5 separate regions of the Sus scrofa genome follow, and all the other regions are linked to region 1. A link is a contact called in public Hi-C and HiChIP or PLAC-seq data. All regions are on one chromosome and are shown on one strand. The core of a region is the stretch at or near the end of the contact, and the rest is flanking DNA. Distances in the headings are between cores, read along the strand shown.

Region 1 (2,890 bases), core at 116-2,615:
GGTTGGATCCCATGACAAATAAAATCTAGACTTGAAAGGTTGTGATGACAAGGTCGAGGCTATGGTCATTTTAAAGTGGCTCAGGAAGGTGGAGGAACAGATCACTGAAAGTGAGAAAGCCAAGGAACTCAGAGACCAAGATTATTGCAGTCGTGAAGAACGATGACAGATACAGGAGTGAAAGGGAAAAGGGAGAGTTAGGAGCTCCAGAGTTCGCTAAAGGAGGGATGGGGAGGTTGTGGATGGGAGAAGAGTCCTATAGTCTGAGGATTCACTGTGGCTTTTACAGGATGAGGAGGAGAAAGGGAGCGGAGGTGGCAGTGAATCAAGGAAACTAGCTTCTCTAGCTTCAGGCTCTGGCATATGTGGCCAGTGAGAGAGAAAGCCTAACCCACTTTTGAGTGCCATCAGAAAAACCACATCCTCAGGGCCAAATAGGTTTCAGTGAAAGGCACCAAGATGAACAGAATGTTTAAAGGAGAAATAAGGACTTAAAGGAGTTCCAGAAAGTTTGGTGGGGTAGGTGGATATTGAGCCAGATAATCATTGGGTCAGATATTAATAATAGCACCAACATTATTTGATTGTCTCTGCCCTCGCTCCCACCCACACTAGCCTGTAAGCTTCACGAGGGCAGGCATCATTATCTATATTGTCCACTGACGTATCCCAAGGACCAGAACATCATAGCCACTCAATACATATTTGTGGAATGAATAACGGTCGCTAATATTTGTGGAGCACTAATGTGCCAGGGTGTGCTAAGTGCTTTATATGTATTATTAATATCACCCCCTTAAATAGAGCAGGACACTGGGGCACAGAGGTGTTCAACAACTTGCCTCACTAAGGACATAGGGCTGGCAAGGGGCAAAGCAGACGTTGGAACACACTCCAGCTGTAGTTTGGCCCTAGAGCCCCTGTATTGTCAACCTCTAAACTACCCCCACCTACCTGTGCTTGGCGGACATAGAGAACATTATCAAGATAAGAGCCCAGGTGATGATAAGTGACGTAAGAGCCACGAGGTTAAACGTTAAGCAATAAATCTTGCTACCGATTTCAAAAGCTAGTCTAGGGATTTGCTGCCCCTGATGTCATATCGTCTTATTCACCTCTCATGATGACCCAAGCCCTTTTTGCTGTCAGTTCCTAGTTCTTTTCATTTCCTTCCTCCATATCTTCACACACACCCCCCACCTTCCCCCGCTTATCTCCCTCCTTTGTTATTTTTAGTTCCACCTGGCAAACCCTGGGCCTTTTCCACTCGCTTTATTCAAGGGCCGGCAGTTGCATTGGAACCTAGTTTCTAAGCATGTGATATTGACACATTGATCTTACAGCAGGCTCACCAGGCTGACTCACTGTCATACTGACTCCAGCTACATACTCATTCTGGGAGTGCCCTTTGAAGTGCTGAGAGTCATCTGGCCATTTTATGCCTTGCTCATATTATGAAATGAAAAACGAAACGAACATTCCAGCAGTTTAGAAACCGACTACATGTGACAGGACAGAAGAAACCTGGGCTAGTGCCGGTGTTTGTGTGCTAAGGCTCTGCATCATATCCTTTAGCGAGATACACACTCTCTGAGGTTAAGGTATATGGAAGGTCTCCATAAATACTGGGTAAACTGGACGGGAGGTCAGGGCTTATGGTGCTTTGGTATCATTGTGTCCATGAAGCTTCTTTGGTTGTAAGCAACAGAAACACCTCTGGCTAACATAAGCCAAAGGGAGTTGAAAAGAAGGGTGTAGGGGGCCCATGGGCTTAAGGGAAGACTGGAAAACCAGTCAGAAATGGACAAGAAGCAATCCAGCTCCAGAATCTAGGAAATTTGAGAACCACAGCAGAGGTCACAAAAGTCTGGTCAGGATGTTCCATTGGGATGGGATGACATCCCTCATGTTTCCATTCTCTTGGTCCCTCTGCTCAAAACTCGTAGTCCCCTGAGGAGACATCTGATGGCCCTAACTTGGGTCACACTCGCTGATAACCAGCTCTATCCACAGACCATCCCGTGGGGAAGAGATCATCCCCCCAAAAGGAACATAGGGTGTGGTTGGCAGGGGAGATGGATCCTAGACGTTGCAAGGCAACCAACGCCTCCAGGGATGCTTCAGAAGAGGTAAAACCTTATCTCCTCGCAGGCTCTGCTTTCAGAGTCAGTCCTGGCTTGGTCTAAAGAGAAAGATATCTTTCAGTATTGGGCCAGGCATGCTTTGGCATGATTATCAATAGCAAACAATACTTTGGAAGGCACTCTGAAATTTACCAGCACATCAGTATGTCCTAGTATACCAAGTCCCCTTTGTACAATTTTGTCTCCCTCTGTGGTTTATTTTTCCTCACGTCTTTAAAAGTCCTGACTTGTCATGGATTTAGCATCTTAGGGAAATGTTTACTATGTCCTTCCTCTTTTAAAGCATCTTTTCCCTTTGCCCCTTTCTCATTGGCTTTCTTTCATTAACAACCAAGGTCCAGCGTTTCTAGAATAACTAGTATCAGAACATGTATCCCTCAAAAGAGAGCCTGCTTTAATGTTGATTAAAAGGGGCTGCTCTGGGAGTTCCCGTCATGGCTCAGTGGTTAACGAATCCGACTAGGAACCATGGGGTTGCGGGTTCGATCCCTGGCCTTGCTCAGTGGGTTAAGGATCTGGCGTGGCCGTGAGCTGTGGTCACAGACGTGGCTTGGATCCCGAGTTGCTGTGGCTGTGGTGTAGGCCGGTGGCTACAGCTCCGATTAGACCCCTAACCTGGGAACCTCCATACACCATGGGTATAGCCCTAGAAAAGGCAAAAAGGCCAAAAAAAAGGGGGGGGAGGCTGCTCTATTTTAGGGAAAGAGCCATGAATCACTGAAATCCACAGTGATTTTGGTTTGGTT
Region 2 (2,890 bases), core at 205-2,704, 250 kb after region 1:
TGTTCTTCACTTCTATGAAGCATAGGCTTTTTTCTTATTGCTTAAAAACATATATATACAGCCTTCTCGGGCTTTTATTTTTCTTATTCTTGATAGAAATATGAGCATAGAGAGGAGTTCCCTTGTGGCTCAGTGGGTTAAGGACCTGGCATTGTCACTACTATGGCTCTGGTTAGAGCTGCGGTGTGGGTTCGATCCCTGGCCTGGGAACTTCCACATGCAGCGAGTATGACTAAAAAAGAGAAAGAGAGAGAGAGAAATATTTCTCCATCATCAGCAGGAGGGGAAGGCTCAGTCAGTCCTGGGGACTTATAGGGAGTGGGGAGGACTGGGGCAGGCTGGAGAACACAAGCCCCATCTTAAAAGAAACTGATGAGAGCTCTCTTATGGCATGGCAGGTTAAGGAGCCAGCATTTTCATCGCAGCAGCTTGGGTCACTGCTGTGGTGCTGGTTTGATCCCTGGCCTGAGCACTTCCACTTGCTGCAGGTGTGGCCAAAAAAAAAGAAACTGACTCTACCTAGATCCACATGACTGATGCTACAGTGGACTCCAAAGGGGAATTGGAGTCTTAGATAGTCAGATATCCCAGTGTTTCAAGAGATGCCAGATAAATGAATCATTACTTTAAAAATCTCTTGATTTTTAAGTGTTGGCTCAAAAATATTTAGAAATATTATGTAGGAGTTCCCATCGTGGCTCAGTGGTTAATGAATCTGACTAGGAACCATGAGGTTGCGGGTTCGATCCCTGCCCTTGCTCAGTGGGTTAAGGATCCGGCGTTGCCATGAGCTGTGGTGTAGGTTGCAGATGCAGCTCGGATCCCGAGTTGCTGTGGCTCTGGCATAGGCCGACGGCTACAGCTCCGATTCAACCCCTAGCCTGGGAACTTCCATATGCACTGGAGCGGCTCAAGAAATGGCAAAAAGACGAGAGAGAGAGAGAGAGAGAGAGAGAGAGAGAGAGAGAGAGAGAGGGAGGGAGGGAGGGAGGGAGGGAGAGAGGGAGGGAGAGAGAGAGAGAGAGAAAGAAAAAAAAAGAAAGAAAGAAAGAAAGGAAGATTGTGTAGAGCACAGTACATTTAATGGGTCCACAGGCTAACTCAAACCCATAGGTGTGGAGTTCCCACTGTGGTGCAGTGGGTTAAGAATCTGACTAGTATCCATGAGGATTCGCGTTCAATCCCTGGCCTTGCTCAGTGGATTAAAAGATCCAGCAGTGTGGCAAGCTGCGATGTAAGTCATAGACGCAGCTTGGATCTGGCATCGCTGTGTCTGTGACATAGGCCAGCAACTGTAGCTCTGATTTGACCCCTAGCCTGGGAACTTCCATATGCCACCACGGCCCTAAAAAGACAAAAATAAAAAAAAAGAAGAAGAAGAATCTGACTGCAGTCTCTCAGGTCCCTGAGGAGGTGTGGGTTCACTTCCCAGACCAGTGCAATGGGGTAAAGTATCTGGCATTGCCACGGCACAGCTGTGACTCATATCCAGTCTCCGGCCCAGAAACTTCCATATGCCACAGCTATGACCTCTATAAAAAAAAAAAAAAAAATAGGCCATGACCTTGAGGCCTCCCCATCCTTTGCTCACCTCTAGGTCTCTGCAGTCTGAGCTTCATGACACAGGCCCGCCACCCTACATAGACCCAGTGGGCACCATTCACATTCAATTCCTTAAGACTTGTGGCTCAGAGCAGGAGCAGGAGCCCTGCCATACCCCCAGAGTCCTGCCAGTAGAGGGAGGTAAGCAAGCCTTTGTCCAGAAAGAGGCTGGCTCTCGCCAATCTCCCCTTTCTGATTCACTGGCACTAAATGTACCAGCCAATGGGCAGAGCTTCACAAGCCTCTGTCCCGTAATTATCTCAAGCTTGTCTTTTCTTCTATCCATACAGAACGCTATCAAAGTACAAAACCCAGTCTTGCTAACTGATGGTTTCACTCGTTTATGTCTTGTCTCCCCAACTAAAATGTAAACATTTTGAATAAGGATCGCATTTTATGTCTTTTCGAGCCACGTAGCACGACTGAATTAGTATTCGATCCCTAGCTGCAAGCTGACTGCTTCAGCACAGAGGTAACCCTGAATTTGTTGCTACTGTGAGTAGCATTTGGGTAACACTTCAGGACACAGAAGAAATCTTTTCCAGGCAACTGGAATAGGGGCCAGTCCTAAATTTATCTTAAAAAAAAAAAAAATTAAATCACCAGCTATGTGCTGTCCATGTCAGCAAAGACCAGCCATAAAGCACAATCCTGCAGCAGAGGGTGTTTTAACATTGTCACTAAGAGTCACTTGTTTTGTCTTGTCTTGTCTTTTTAGGGCCACACCTGCAGTATATGGAAGGTTCCAGGCCAGGGGTCAAATTGGAGCTATAGCTGCTGGCCTATACCACAGCCACAGCAACATGGAATCTGAGCTGCATCTGCCACCTATACCACAGCTCACGGCAGCACCGGATCCTTGACCCAGTGAACAATGCCAGGGATTGAACCTGCATCCTTATGGATACTAGTTAGGTTCGTTACCACTGAGCCATGACAGGAACTCCCAAGAGTAGCTTATTTTTAATTTTCTTACCAGTGAAATGGACTCATCTAGGCCTGCTAGCCTTTTCTCCCAAAAAGGCCAGGAAGAAGAAAGAATGCAGGCACCATCTCCACTTACAAAATATATTTAAAATTAGAATATTAGGTGTGTTGAGGCTGGGCGCACTGTTAGGTGGTTAAATATATCAGAAAAAGAATCCTCCATGGTTAATTTGTGCCCGGCTTGAACTATCTGTATTTAACCTGGCACTTATTTAATTAAATAGCCCGTTGCCTTGGGGTCACCCTGTAGTCTTGGTAATTTGTTAGGCGGAAGAAAACAATCCATGGTCTCCCGTACTTA
Region 3 (2,890 bases), core at 246-2,745, 250 kb before region 1:
CCTGATGCCTGGAGTGAACAGACCCTTATGAACTAGACACCAGTGCTACCATTTTTTTTTTTTTTTAGGGCTGCACCCATGGCATATGGAAGTTTCCCAGGTTAGGAGTTAAATTGGAGCTACACCTGCCGGCCTACACCACAGCCATAGCAGCTTGAGATCTGAGCCATGTCTGCAGCCTACACCACAGCTTGTGGCAACACTGGATCCTTAACCCACTGAGCAAGACCAGTCCTTATGGATACTAGTCAGGTTCGTTAGCGCAGCGCCACGACAGGAACGCCCTACGATAACTTTTATCAGTGGTTAAAATGGACTTCTTAAACTGGAGCTGGAGGTAGGATTATAATGGCAGAGCTACTGTGTCTTTGGAACAGTAGCTCATTTGACCTTAGTAAACTTTGATCTCTTAAGACGGATCATTCATTTATGGCTAAGAACATCACACATACTTGTTAGGTCCCATAGTGAGTTTTTAGCAATAATTTCCTTGGGATCTGCCAGGTATCAGGTGCTGTGCCCGTGGCACAGAAGTGAATGAGACAATGGTGCTTGTTTTTAAGGTGTTCCCAGACTAGGGGGATGGACTGGTATGAAAAAATTAATTGCACAGTGTAAGATAGTAAATGCTATTCTATTGGTATGAATCAAGTAACCCAGAGAAGGAAAACGATTTGCTCTGGAAGATCAGGGAAGTGTTCACAGAGGAGGGAGTGGATGGCTAATGCTCTGAGGGATAAATATGACTGCTCAGCAAAATACGGATTATAAATACAGTGATGTTGGAATGCACAGTAAATGAGATGTCATGCCACCAAATGGGATAAGGTGTATGCACAGGGTTTGTAGATGGTGGAGAGATGTTCCCCTCCTGTTTATTCTTTATCTCTTCCCCAACTCATGAGGAATGAGGAAATCCTTGTCTAGCAAAGTGATCAATGTCTGCACTCTCGGAAATACATGTTAGAGACTTCCTTCTCTGGAAGCCCATGGCTTTTTGATCTGAGTGAAGTTATCAGAGGCCCTGTGGTGTAAATGAGCAGAGGACAGGCTCTAAAACAAACTTCTAACTCCACCACCTAAGAGCCGAGTGCCTTTTGACAAACAGCATATATTCCTGGTGACTTTGATATCTCTATGAAATAGAGTTAATCACAGCCCTGAATGCCCAAGATTTGTTGCCTCAAGTGCGCTAATAAATGTGAAGGCACTCTGTAAAGTGCTATGAAAATATGTAAATATTTCTATTTCATCAAGCCATCAGCAAACCGTTTATTTAGGTAGTTCTGGGTACTGTGCAGAGCTGCAGAGACAGAGGGCTCATCTTTTAGGAGTACAGAATCAGGGTTCCAAATCAGTTCCAAAGCAGGAGACCAGAGCCTTGAGTTCTCATTGAGTGCCCGCACCCCAAAAAGCAGACTTGTGAATCTGCCCCTGTAGGCTGCGTCCGAGGATCTGTGTGCCCTTTAGCTGTGTCAAAGGCAGCTCCGAAAGGGGAAGTATATTGTGCTCTCAGGAAAGACATTGCTTTTTTTTTTTGCTCTTTGGAAATGTTTGCTCTTTTGGTTTTGAGCTCTGAATGTGAACAATCCAGCTGATTCAGATCCCCAGAGTAGCCCTAATCATAGAAACCTTGTGACAACCACAAATATTAAAAACATACCTCAGTGTAGGCAACTACATAGGGCAAATACAAATGGTATCATAGGAACAAAAATCCCCCTATGCAAACCTAGAATGCCATTGCATCTAACATGAAGGAAATGATGACGGAACATGTTTACTGCTAGAACATTCCAAGGAGATAATTAGCCTTCTGGACAAAAGCAGTAGAAAGAGATTAACAAACGGCAATAATTTCCCTTGTTTATGGAAAGTAAAATTGGGGGATTAGATTAACATCACATTTTAAAATTTTAATTTACATACATTAAAGCATATAATTTGCTTGAGTTTTGGCAAATATGTAAACCCGATAACGACACTTCCATCACCCCCAAAATTCCCTCATGTTCCCTTGCAATCAGTCCCCTCCCCTGACCTCAGGTAAACCCTGTTTTGCCTTCTGAAACTCTAGTTTTGCTAAAGTTTAATTTTAATTTCTATTCTGCTGAGTAAGGATGGTATTTTGCAGAAATGACGATAGTCGAATACTGTCAAAATTTAGGATGAGAATCCTACCTCCTTTCAAAGGCGCAATTCCAGTAACTTCTCTGAGCCTCAGTTTCGTCTTATTAATAAGGACAATAACAGCTTTTCTCCACATCTCAGAAGGTTGCTATAAAAATCCAAAAAGAGGAGTTCCCGTCGTGGCTCAGCAGTAATGAACCTGACTAGTAACCATGAGGACTCGGATTCGATTCCTGGCCCAGCTCAGTAGGTTAAGGATCCAGCATTGCTGTGAGCTGTGGTGTAGGTTACAGATACGGCTTGGATCTCACGTTGCTGTGCCTGTGGTGTAGGCCAGGCAGCTGTAGCTCCAATTCAGCCCCTAGCCTGGGAACTTCCGTATACCACAGGTGTGGCCCTAAAGAGCAAAAAAAAAAAAAAAAAAATCCAAGGAAATAATAATAGATGAGAATTAAGTGTTTAAGGATTTGATGGACTATGTAGCAAAATATTAATGTTAATCAACAAGATAGCACTTCTAGATAGGAGCCATTTTAGAGAGGAATTTCCCTCCAGAGCTCCTGGAGTACCTGTACCTAGAGAAGAGTCCTCCCCATGGTTGTAGAGGAAATGCCTTTGACACAGTCGGCTCACGGGCCTAGTATTCAGACTCATGTTTCTGTGGTTGATAATAGAGGATTAGAATCTATTCAGCTGATATATCTGAGTTAACCTCAGATTAACCATATGTATCATGTTGGGTATGAATATAATACAAAAA
Region 4 (2,890 bases), core at 214-2,713, 220 kb before region 1:
GGCTTCCTCACTAGAATGTTAATGTTTTAGTTTTGTTTTGTTTTGTTTTGTTTTGAAGGACACAGTTTGTCTTGTATTCTTTTGACATCCGTGTTGTACCTGAGTGACCAGCAAAGGTCTAGGGACAAAGCAGGCAGTGAATGAATGCTGAACTAATACCATAGTAAATGCCGTGTAAGAACCATTAGCCATAAGTATCACTGAAAGCACCTCTGAATGTGATTAAAAATTACTGTAATTATCACATGCACATACATGTGTTCAGTTCTGAGGAGGAGACCAGAAGAGAATTTCTCGTTTCCTTATTTGAAACCTAGCAAGTAAGAGGACTTTGCTTTGTCCTAGCTTCCTGGTTTATCTCAAACAAAGAATAGGAGCAAAACAAAGATACAAAGGAAATTGCTCTGGCCGCTTCAAGAAAATGATAAAGTCGTGTTCATGGCCAAGGGAAAGTTACCAGCTTGTTCTTACACAGTTTTTCCTTATTATAAAATCCAAGGGAGAATGCAAATAATTGACTTTTCCAGATCTTTTCCTTGTATAGCTAAGCAGGTAAAGAGGCTATGGAATTTTTTTTTTCTTGAAGTCTATGATGAAGTTCCTTACCAGCAAATGAAAATGCACGCATTTCTTAGGACACTTATACCTAATTCAGATATATTGCAGTGGTTCTTAGAGTTACTGTGATTAATGTGCATAATTTGTTCTCTTGGCTTTTTAAAGTATCTTTTAAGTTGTATTGACTTTGCCGTTGTGCTATTAGGTCTGTGATCGTGGGCAGGCCTTTTGGTGACTTTAGGCCTCGGCTTTTTTCTGTGAAATGACAGACTGGATGAATGTAACATGGCTGAAATCTTTTCTAGCTCTCACGTTGTAAGGTTGTGATATGGGTCTGAAGGTTGATGGGGTTTTCAAATTCTGATTTACAGGGTGGGAAGAGTGATCTTTTCATCTTAGATTAAACCTAATAGAGAAGATCATCATGGAGTTCCCACTGTGGCACAGTGGGTTAAGAACCTGCCTATAAATCTCAGGTCACTATGGAGGCTCGGGCTCCATCCCCAGCCAGGTGCAGTAGGTTAAAGGATCCAGTGTGGCTGCGGCCGCGGCGTAGGTTGCAGCCATCTCGTGTTTCTCTCTCACACAAACGTGTACCCAAGAACAAGTGTGTGCAAGCTGGTGAGAGTGAGAAGCACACTGTGAGGGGGTGAGCCCAAGGTTCGCCCTGTCCCGTAATAGATTTCAGCTGCAGAGCAGGGGGCAGGGCTCAAACAGCGCTCCCTTGAAAACAGTTGGGGTGAGAACAAGCGGCCCGAGAGAAGCCAGCAAGAAAATGATCTGAGTTGACCCGGGAGAAGGACCCAGCAGGGGCTGATTCGGGGAAATGAAGTCCCGTCTGCTCTGACGCAGAGCAGGGAATACAAGTGGCCTGGCCCAACTGAGAGATCTCTTCCACACCAGCGGATCCTGTACTATTAATATCTGCCAGCTGCGGGCCCAGGGCCTCCCCCTGCTGAGATCAAAGGAGCTCCTATCTTGGCTGGAACAAGGTCATCGGCGCAGGGCTGTAAAAGCGAGCCCTGGCCAGCTGCGGGGACCTCTACGGGGGAGGAGAAGTCGGGGATGGAGAGGTGTTCTCTCACGCTCCTTTAATCTCGGCTGACCAGCTGTTGCCCTCCCAGGGTTTGTAGAGTTGAGAGTCCTTTGTTTTTGTGTTGGGGGGGTGTATTTTTTTCCCTTACTTAATTTGGGGCTGGGTTGTTGCTTGGGTTATGAAGACCCATGTTCACTGCTAGGGTCCAGGTGGGACAACCAAAGAAGGGTGCCGCGGACCCCACAGGATGCTCCCAGCATTGCTCCTGCCCCACAGTTTTGTGCCTTGAGATGGAAGGAGGGGCAAATTGAATTTTTCCTATTTAGTTGAAATAACCCGTCATCCTTGAAGCATGCTCGTCCATTTTCAGCCTCTTTCAACACGTTTCCTTCAGGTGGGGGAATGGACTGGTGGAGACTTGGGCAAAGTGACCAAAGTTATAGTGTGAACCCAAGGACAGAAATTGGAATTTTTGACTTTATGATCGACATTGTTCTTGATCAGTGTGAATCAAAGTATTTTCTTCCTCAGCAATTTGATTTTTTTGTATGTGTTTCTTTGTTTGTTTTTGTGTGTGTGTCTTTTTGTCCTTTTTGCGGCATATGGAGGTTCCCAGCCTAGGGGTCTAATCGGAGCCACAGCTGCCGGCCTACACCACAGCCGCAGCAATGCCAGATCCGCGCCGTGTGTGTGAGCTACACCACAGCTCATGTTAACACTGGATCCTTAACCCACTGAGTGAGGCCAGGGATCAAACCCTCAACCTCATGTTTCCTGGTTGGCCGTTTCCGCTGCACCACGACGGAAATTCCCTTCCTCAGTGATTTGTGCTGTTGGCAGAAACTCAGGTGTACAGGTTATCATGGAGTTTGGTGACTGGTTACTCACGAAGTTATTATGACGGTTCTGTGGCCAAGGACATGTGTCTCAGATGCCCTTGACCGTTCTTCCTGGTGGCCATGAAGATACTAAACATGTTTGGACCTCAGGCATAGAGAACAACCCTTTGCCCCTGGGGATCAGTAGAAAAAGGCTCTAACAGTCCAGCTGGCCTAAGACACCATGGCCTATTCTGAAGTCACCTAGGAATTGCCCGGAGGACTGGCTGAGCCCCTTTCCACCCAGGCACAGTCGGTAGGGGAGATTGACACATGGCAGTCCAGTGGGCCCCGTGCAAGATCGAAGCTCCATTCATCTTAGACGATTGGCTTTCTTTCCTCTGTCGATTTACTGGGACAGCAGCAACTTCAATGAGATGACGCCATCCCCTTTAGGAGCCTCGGGTGGCATATGAAT
Region 5 (2,890 bases), core at 179-2,678, 160 kb after region 1:
GGGGGCATGGCTCTGAGCCCCCATCTTTATGATGTTCCTCAAGACCCAGAGGTTGAATCACCTGCTGTTTGCACATTTCACATGCAAACAATAGACTTCATACAATAGACTTCATTCAAGGGTTAAAACGGTGCAATTCAAGCATAATTTTTCTTTTTTCTTTCTTGTGTGTGTGTGTGTGTGTGTGTGTGTGTGTGTGTGTGTGTTTAGGGCTGCACCTGTGGCATATGGAGGTTCCCAGGCTAGGGATCCACTCAGAACTTCGGCTGCCAGCCTACTCCGCAACCACAGCAACACTGGATCCTTAACCCACTGAGCGGGACAAGGATTGAACCCTTGTCCTCATGGATACTAGTTGGGTTCATTACCGCTGAGCCACAACAGGAACTCCTCAAGTATAATCTTAGATGTCTCAGGAGGGGTCGGTCTTTGTACAGTGTGTTCATAACAATCCAGATAATTTGAATAACTGCCGTGTATTTGGGGTTTGCTTAAAGCCGGCCATCATCCCAAACCAGAACATGAGCACTGACTGTGTGTGTGGCCTGGCACCACCCACCTGGACCTGCCCAGTTTGTCAAATGTCCCTCTTAAGTCTTGGTTTCCCCATTTGATTTCACTGGCATCTCCACCCCCTGGTGACTGCCCCAGCGTCAACCCCCCACCCCAGTATCTTCCTCCATATACCCTTTTCTGGGCTTTTTCTCCTGGATGAGCATCTGCTCACTCTGGGCAAAGCTCAGGATGCGCTGAGAGGGTGAGGGAGGGAGGGAGGGAAGAAGGGAGGAGAGATTCCCCAGGACTCCCTGCCCTGCTCTTCTGGGGGGGTAGGCAGACTCTGGGGCCATAGGAAGCCCCATAAAGGCTGCCCCTGGTCAGGTCTCCCTCAGGGTCATTTTTCAGGGAGCTGCCCTGCAGGCAGCAAGCCCTGGCCTTTGCAAAGCCTGCCTTTATCCTGAGGTTTTAACCTCAGGATGCTTTATCCCGAGGGTCTTCCCAGGTTCGCTGATGCTCCATCCAGCTCAGGAGAGGAGGAGTAGAGGAGGAGAGCAAAGAAAAATCCCACCTGGCTCAAGAATCGTATTTTCTCTTTCCCTCTGAACTTTCTTGGCTTCCATCAAGACTCTGTACCCTCTTCTCTCTGTGGGCTCTGTATTTACGCCCTGTCCCCTGGGCCGGACTTCCTCCTTCCGCCTTAACCCATCGGCCCTTTGGCAAAGTCTGACTCCAGTAAGAGCTCTCCACTGCCAACAGCTCTCCCCTGCCAACCAGAACCCACATCCCTGATTCACAGACTGAGGCAGGTGTTTAGGGGAGTCTGGGTGAGGTCCAGCAGAAGCCAAAGGAAATAACATTAGTCTGATTCGAGGCCTTCAGGAGTGAGTCACCCCCAACCCCATCAACCATCCCATTATACAATATCACACCCGCATTATTCATGAGCGATCATCTTCGGTTTACTAGACAGCAGAGCCCAACCGGGACTTTGAGAGCCTGAGCATGACTTACTGGTCTGCTGGGAGCTCCACGTCAAGTACACGCCTCACCCTCTAGCCAAAAAATGGAGTGTGTGTCAAGGAGGCTCATCCTTGCAGCATCTTCCTGAGGCTTCTCGACACCCCCTAAGCAGTCAGTCCTATATGTCACACCCTAAAAACATGTCTCCTGTGGGTGCAATGAATGGAAAGGCTCCTGGAGGGAAGGGAAGTTGGGGGCTGGCTGGCCTGTGTGTGCAGCCTCCTGGCCCAGCCCTCCTTTGCCCACCGTCTCGGGCTGGTACGTCTGGCAGCAGCCTGCATCCTATGGGATGGACCAATGTTATCTTGGTTTTTCACTCCTTCTATGGCAGATCAAATTGAGGACCTGCCAAGCTGGAGGTGGAATTGGATAGTGGTTTTCCTTCACATGGGGCAGATGGGGACTTTTCTAGGTGTAGTGGGATAATGCTGTACACGTGGCTGTGAAGACCCAGAAGCCTGGATTCAAGTTCCAACTCTGCCACGTGGCAAGCAGCTCAGCAAATTACTTCACTTCTCTATGCCTCGGTTTCCTCACTTACAAAATAGGAGTAACAATGATGACAACTTGCAGAATAGTTGTTCTGCTGAGTTTTGAATGACATTGTGTTCATAAATGCCCAGCACTCATAATCAATTCTCCTTAATAGTCCTGCCATCGCACAAGGAGCCTCGGATTTCCCGTTGTGGCTCGGCGGGACTAGTATCCATGAGGACAAGGGTTTGATCGCTGGCCCTGCTCAGTGGGTTGAGGATCCAGTGTTGCTGTGAGCTGTGGTGTACGTCGAAGATGCAGTGGGGATCTGGCATTGCTATGGCTGTGGCGTAGGCCAGCAGCTGCAGCTCTTGATTGGACCCCTAGCCTGGGAATCTCCATATGCCATGGATGTGGCCCTAAAAAAACAAAAAACAAAAAAAATGAACTAAAACAAGAATCCCTGTCCTATTTATTTTTGCATTCTCGGGACCAGGCACACAATAAGACACAGTAAATGGTGGTTAAATTAAAGTTTAGAAGATGAGGCACCTCAGAGAGAAGTTTTCGTATGTGCAAAAGCCCTGTGTTGAGAAGATAAATAGCACATTTTTAGAAAATGCTGTAGAAAAAAAAAAAGACTATCAGCTATTGAAAATAAAGAGATGCCTCTACCTACCCTCCTACCCCGTAATTTGCAACACAAGTTCACTGATCTGGGGCCTTGATGCCTATTGCAGGGCCTTCTGCTCCTCTCCTGGCTAGGAAACTTCCAACAGGACAGAAATGCCTAAAGTGATCTGAACCCCGAAGGACCCGGGGGAGTGGAAATATACTGAGAACAGATGCTGAAGCCTTTTGTGTTTAGTTGCTGTAAAGAAATAATCCCCCAAACCTA

The links. A called contact is a pair of places that touch in the nucleus more often than the background predicts. HiChIP or PLAC-seq counts read pairs in DNA pulled down with a chosen protein or histone mark.
Region 2: an H3K27ac HiChIP or PLAC-seq map of alveolar macrophages shows a contact between it and region 1. The contact joins two enhancer-like sites. A contact is called at or near these places in 6 of 47 Hi-C or Micro-C datasets (embryonic fibroblasts, heart right ventricle, liver and 2 more) and 2 of 2 datasets of contacts at active chromatin or transcription factors (alveolar macrophages and skeletal muscle).
Region 3: a contact with region 1 is called in an H3K27ac HiChIP or PLAC-seq map of alveolar macrophages. The contact joins two enhancer-like sites. A contact is called at or near these places in 1 of 47 Hi-C or Micro-C datasets (embryonic fibroblasts) and 2 of 2 datasets of contacts at active chromatin or transcription factors (alveolar macrophages and skeletal muscle).
Region 4: a Hi-C map of skeletal muscle shows a contact between it and region 1, with 2.8 times the contacts expected there. The contact joins two enhancer-like sites. A contact is called at or near these places in 1 of 47 Hi-C or Micro-C datasets (skeletal muscle) and 2 of 2 datasets of contacts at active chromatin or transcription factors (alveolar macrophages and skeletal muscle).
Region 5: a Hi-C map of embryonic fibroblasts shows a contact between it and region 1, with 2.2 times the contacts expected there. The contact joins two enhancer-like sites. A contact is called at or near these places in 1 of 47 Hi-C or Micro-C datasets (embryonic fibroblasts) and 2 of 2 datasets of contacts at active chromatin or transcription factors (alveolar macrophages and skeletal muscle).

Annotation. Positions count from the first base shown.
Region 1 is chr7:92,231,311-92,234,200 of Sscrofa11.1, forward strand. All of the region lies in intron 11 of RAD51B (DNA repair protein RAD51 homolog 2), which reads left to right. Among named protein-coding and RNA genes, the nearest start is that of ZFP36L1, 260 kb to the right of the region's middle. Within about 2 kb of position 1,366, at least 25 of the 83 cell types and tissues checked have an H3K27ac peak or open chromatin away from gene starts, as enhancers often do. A contact at or near this core is called in alveolar macrophages, embryonic fibroblasts and skeletal muscle, where this site is marked.
Region 2 is chr7:92,476,822-92,479,711 of Sscrofa11.1, forward strand. No RefSeq gene overlaps it. Among named protein-coding and RNA genes, the nearest start is that of ZFP36L1, 18 kb to the right of the region's middle. Within about 2 kb of position 1,455, at least 8 of the 83 cell types and tissues checked have an H3K27ac peak or open chromatin away from gene starts, as enhancers often do. A contact at or near this core is called in alveolar macrophages, where this site is marked.
Region 3 is chr7:91,986,101-91,988,990 of Sscrofa11.1, forward strand. The region is part of intron 8 of RAD51B (DNA repair protein RAD51 homolog 2); the gene reads left to right. Among named protein-coding and RNA genes, the nearest start is that of RAD51B, 400 kb to the left of the region's middle. Within about 2 kb of position 1,496, at least 15 of the 83 cell types and tissues checked have an H3K27ac peak or open chromatin away from gene starts, as enhancers often do. A contact at or near this core is called in alveolar macrophages, where this site is marked.
Region 4 is chr7:92,015,333-92,018,222 of Sscrofa11.1, forward strand. The region is part of intron 9 of RAD51B (DNA repair protein RAD51 homolog 2); the gene reads left to right. Among named protein-coding and RNA genes, the nearest start is that of RAD51B, 420 kb to the left of the region's middle. Within about 2 kb of position 1,464, at least 20 of the 83 cell types and tissues checked have an H3K27ac peak or open chromatin away from gene starts, as enhancers often do. A contact at or near this core is called in skeletal muscle, where this site is marked.
Region 5 is chr7:92,390,548-92,393,437 of Sscrofa11.1, forward strand. No RefSeq gene overlaps it. Among named protein-coding and RNA genes, the nearest start is that of ZFP36L1, 100 kb to the right of the region's middle. Within about 2 kb of position 1,429, at least 9 of the 83 cell types and tissues checked have an H3K27ac peak or open chromatin away from gene starts, as enhancers often do. A contact at or near this core is called in embryonic fibroblasts, where this site is marked.